Linked DNA regions of Cricetulus griseus: region 2 is linked to region 1. A link is a contact called in public Micro-C data. All regions are on one chromosome and are shown on one strand. Each heading gives the region's core, a stretch centred on a gene start, on an enhancer-like site or on the middle of the called end of the contact. The rest is flanking DNA. Distances are from core to core; before and after follow the strand shown. Region 1 has its middle 97 kb from the start of Cd34. Region 2 holds the start of Plxna2 (plexin-A2).

Region 1 (2,640 bases), core at 103-2,602:
ATTTCCACCAAAATGATTAAAAGCAATGGTGTCTGTGCAAGTGGTCTGACACAAACACAGAAGGCTGGAAACTCCTAGCCACCCAGTTCCAGGTACCGCACAACTGCCGCATCCATTATCTCATGTGCTGCCTGGTAATAAGCCTGCAGCTACTCTAAAAAGGGTTCCAACCACATCGTGTCCTGGCTAAGAGTCCTGCAGTCTGGACACAAACAGGGAAGAATTGCGACACAGCGGGCTATGAGGGTGAAGAAATGCAAAGTGGCTTCAGGGACCCAGGACATGGGGAAGGTCTTATGATGTCCCAGGAGGAGGCCTGGGAGTAGATGGTCAGGTCCTCCTGATCCTTGTCTCCGGAATGTTCTTGGAGAAGACTGTGGCGTCGTATTCATAACTCCACATCTCTTTTTCTTTTATCTTTTCTGCTCATTCCCTACAGTGAAGATTTAGCATCTGAGGCCCAATGATGCTTATAATGAAGGGTAAAGTTTCTGTTGGCACTTTCTAACTAGTCCAGGGAATGTCCTGAGAGATGATCAAGGCCTGTCGGACAGGCCTCAATACAATAAGCAAACTAGACATTCTCCTGCCTTGCACAGACTCAAAACTCACTCTCCTCCCCATACCATCTCTCCAGACTGAGCTGCCTCCTCCCTGCCTCTGTGCTGCCTGCACCATAGGGCCCCAATGGAGGAAGTGAGAAGCTTCTTCTAGAACTCAGTCCATGTCATCACTTTGACATTCTTGGTCTCCATTTTGGCATCCAGGCATAAGGAAGTGTGGTCCCCACCAAACAGGACCAAAGTTCCTGAATGTATGGGAGAGAAAGGGACAAGCTCTTTATACAGGCACATGAGGACCCTGATCCCAGATGCCTCTCCTCATCCCCTCCTCCTACTCAAATCCCTCCCCGTGACACACTGGAATCTGTATTATATCTATTTTTAAGAAAGTACAATGCTGATTGTCTGATTTTGTTGTTTTTACAGGTGTTAAGAAATAATAATAAAATGAAGTATTTAAAATGTTCCAATAAAGCGGGGTTTTGTTATCTAATATATTATCATGTACCTATTGTAAATATGAAACTCCTATTTTGCAAGCCAAGGACACAATTTGTACTGTTGTTATATATAAATAAAGATTACTGGATATAAAAAATCTGCTTAACTCTTCAAATACAGTTCTTTAGGCCTGTAGGTACAGAACAACCTTGGGAGTGTATAAGAAGCAGATACTCAGAAAGAGCAACTGAGTTATTTTGATAAGAAAATGCCATAGAGTCAGAGCTTATCCATCTTCACCATACACTTGCACGCACCATCTGCACCAGTCATACCAGTGGGTAAACACTGCCCCCTAGCCCCAGAACCTCAAAACACAGCTTGCTCCAGGGAAGCTGGGCAGCCAAGGACTTCAGGGGTTGAGGCTCTTTTCCAGAGTGAGTTCTGAAAACAGACTCCCTAAGACCAGCCCTCCCTAAAAGAACACTCACTCGTGGGTTAAGTGCTAGGGTGAAATGAGGATGGCAGAAACATGGCCCTTGCTCCCACTGCTCTTGGGATGATCCTGAAAGACTTTTGGGACTTTCAGCTAGGCATTGAAAGGTAGTGACTTCATTTCTGCTTCAGAAATTAAAAGTGGAAGATACTAGACGGTGAGTGTTGTAAGACCCAGTCCAGGGAAGGAATATGAAGACAGCCCTTGACTGGGGGTGTGGAACAGAGAAGACAGAGCACAGAAGCAGGAGAACTTCTAGTTCCGTAATCACGTTAAGGGGAAGAAATCTTTGGACTCCATCTAAACTGAGGGTGATAAGCCCCCTCCCTTCTACTCTTATTTTCCTGTTTTTATCCTGCAATCTAATGGTGTTTGAAATTTTCCCCCTCTTATTGGTGAGACACATTAAATGAGAACAACTCAAGAACCTGCCCCAACCAAGAGCACATAGAAGTTTCTAGTCCTTCTTTTTAGATAACAGGACCAGTAAGATTTTCAGGTGAGCTGAGTATCCCTGACTTCTACCTTCAGTCTAGTACAGACAGCCAATACATACAAAGGAACCTGGTACTCATGAAACAGGAGTTTGGAAACAAGAGCATATTTGTATATAGATATTCTTACACAATTATATGTGCACATATGCAGTGTATGCTAGAGTTGTAGAAAAGTTATACAGTCAAATAAAGAAAAGGAGACAGGATTTGATCATGCATCCCAGTCAGGCCCAGAACTCATGATTCTTTTACCTAGAATACCTGAGAAGGTACTAAGTTACAGAATGACTGTTGTCATAGAGAATGCTGTTAGTCACTGCTGAATCATCCACCTTTGAACTTGCTGATGAAATGCTTCTCAGTATTTAGCCCAATTAAGTAAAAATTTTTCCTTTCTTGTCAAAAAAAAAAGAATTCCTGAGTATTTGGATTGCAAGTTCAAATAAATAATTTTTGAGATTTTCAACCCAGTTCTCAGCAGCCCCTAATATTTTAGTATATTTGTATCCAGGGCCTGGATGGAAATAATGCACTGTGTTCAATAGCACAGCTTGTCTTAGGAGCATATCCCCATCTTGCTAACATTAAGTCATCTTCTGCTCCTCACTGGGATGCAAATCCAGAGCAAGGTTTCTCTGCTCCA
Region 2 (2,640 bases), core at 70-2,569, 200 kb before region 1:
TTTATTCATGACTGGCTGGGCAAGCATGGGGAGTAGAGAAGAGGATGGGCATGTGTGGAGGGGTCACTTTCATTTAATGTGCCCCATTCTTCTTTAAGTGTTTATTTCTGGATCACGGGGGGTGGGGACTTATATCTGAAATTATTTAAATTGTATTGTAATCATCTCAAGATGAAATTAAATACCCCCCTGAACATGCCGTTGCTTATTGCTTGGTTTAGAATTAAAGGGCCCTGATATTCAACCAAGAGCCTTACCAGTCAGTTACCTCAGCCCTATGAAGGATGATCAGACTGATGCCCCCCTCATTAAAAACAGGCCAAAAGTGGCCGGGCGTTGGTGGCGCATGCCTTTAATCCCAGCACTCAGGAGTCATAGGCAGGCGAATCTCTGAGTTCAAGACCAGCCTGGTCTACAAGAGCTAGTTCCAGGACAGTCTCAAAAGCCACAGAGAAACCTTGTCTCGAAAAACAAAACAAAACACAACCATGCCAAAAGTGTTCTAGATTCTGTGAGCACCTTTAATCTTCCTTAACAAATTGTGCCTTAAAGCTAGTTTACTTAGAAATAAGAGGATAACACAATTGTTTGGGAAGGGAGAAAAAGACCCACTTATATACAGACTTAAACAGTAATACAGGAAGAATGAATGACTGAATCACCTGGGGTATTAACAAAAATAAATGCTACATAAATTCAAAGGACAAGATAGATGTGCATCATGGAATTCAGATTCTTTGTGCCTCCAATGGACAAAGTCAGCAACAGCCAGTGGTACTTACTGGACACAAGTTTAAACCAATTAATTAATTGAAGAGCTTTTAAATGAGGTAACCAGATTTTTAAAGAATAATTAATTGAACCAGGCATCGCATAGTGGCACATACCTTTGATCTCAGCACCTGAGAGGCAGAGGCAAGCAGATCTCTATGAGTTCGAGGCCACCTTGGTCCACATAGCGAGTTCCAGGACAGCCAGAGATATATAGTGAAACCCTATCTCAAAAAATACCAAAAAAAAAAAAAAAAAGCTAAATGAGGCCTACATTCCATAATCCAGTGTCTCTGAGATGGCTGGTGAGAGTTAATTTCCTTTCTCTTTCTTTTTTTAAGGCCCTGTTACTGGGATTTTCAGCCAACAAAACATTTGGTTTCAGAAGCAATGATCCCACGTCCCCATTTTTGTTTTTAAACCACTGAAAAGTGTGGCCACGAGAGGGCAGTAGGGGACGTTTGTCAAATACTTGGACGTGTTGAGTAAACTCTGTGTGCTCAATCTCCAGCAGGGAGCTGGAAGACCATGAGATATTGTGGGGTCTAGCTTGCACAGGCCCTCACAGAAAAGTAGTGACCACCGCTGTAGATACACTGACTACCAGACAAGGAATCAAGACCGTGAGGGTGCCGAAGCACCCCAGGATTGAAAATCCTTTTTCTGGTGTTATTAAAGTTGTCTTAACCTCTTAGCCATCAACCTCTGCTTCCAGTACCAGTTGGGCTCCTGGGTATGGATAAGGCAAACGATCCAGCTCCCCTGGTCTGAACAGCACCTATCCGACTCAGGCCCTTCATTCAGGGTTTCCAATGGAGCAGGAAACCGGAGACGCAAAGCCAGGCTCTTCTTCGCATTGTAAAAATGATAATTATCAACAACTTCAAACCTCTTTTGACAGCTCGCTGGCTTTCTGGAATTTGTGAGGAAAAATTCGCTCCTCCGAAATCCGAGAACCCCATCAGCAAGACAGGTAGGTCCCTCCGAACTCATCCCTAGCTCACAGGTGAAGAGGGAGGTGGGTAGGCTGTGCTCGGTGACAGGTGATGCCACGCCAGGGGATGGCTTACCCTCGTCACTCTGAACCCCTCCCGAGGCCGAGCCAGCCCACTCACCAGGCCCGGACCTGAGTCCCCAGACCCTGGTAGCACCTTTCTGGCCCCTTGGCTACTGTCGGTGTCCGAGGAGCGAAGCGAACGCCCACAGCACGGTAGCCCAGCCGGGTTCTTAGGTGGACAGGCTGGGGGATTCGGTCTGCGCGGGCGGGGCGCGTGGGCGGGGAGGGGGTTAACACGGCCTCTATGATAATGAGCTGCGCGGTAATATAGGAGGCCGGCTGAGGGCGCCGCCACCGGAGCCGAGCCTAGCCGCGCCGCGCGCAGCACTGTCCGCGCAGAGCTGAGCGGGGGCGGCGGGCGCAGCTGCCGGGATCCTTCAGCAGAGGACTAGCGATCAGATCCGGTGGACTCGTGAGCCGCGGAGCAGCGGGGAGCGTACGGGCCCGGTCGCAGACAGAACTGGCAGCCGTTCCCGGAGGAAATGAGGCCGAGAAGGCCGGGAGCAGAAGGGAAGGAAGCGCGGGATCGCTGATGTCAGAGCAGCCCGGAAAGTCGCGCCGGGGAAACCTGAAGACAGCCGGCTTTGCGCCTCCCCGGAGGGACCCTGCCGGACCCCACGCCCCTTCGCGTCCGGGTCCCTGTACGCAGGCGACCGGGGCGAAGACGCGCGGACCTGATCGAGGGCCACACCAGGAATACAGGCAGGCGGCCGGCGCGGGCCGTGGATTTTAATGATCTTGGGTTCCATGTGGACCTGGCTGTCCGTCTGACTCGGGTCAGGCAGGGACGGGGCGCGCGCTGCCTTGGGCAG

What was found. Hi-C and Micro-C count contacts between places; a contact is called where the count stands out from the background.
Region 2: a contact with region 1 is called in a Micro-C map of the CHO-K1 cell line, with 4 times the contacts expected there. The contact joins the promoter of Plxna2 here to the enhancer-like site in region 1. A contact is called at or near these places in 6 of 8 Hi-C or Micro-C datasets (the CHK-Q cell line, the CHL-YN cell line, the CHO-K1 cell line and 2 more).

Annotation. Positions count from the first base shown.
Region 1 is chr5:459,138-461,777 of CriGri-PICRH-1.0, reverse strand. No RefSeq gene overlaps it. Among named protein-coding and RNA genes, the nearest start is that of Cd34, 97 kb to the right of the region's middle. Within about 2 kb of position 1,352, at least 2 of the 6 cell types and tissues checked have open chromatin away from gene starts, as enhancers often do. A contact at or near this core is called in the CHO-K1 cell line, where this site is marked.
Region 2 is chr5:660,189-662,828 of CriGri-PICRH-1.0, reverse strand. It overlaps Plxna2 (plexin-A2), which reads left to right and starts at 1,319. Exons shown (of 32, transcript XM_027416566.2): 1 at 1,319-1,744.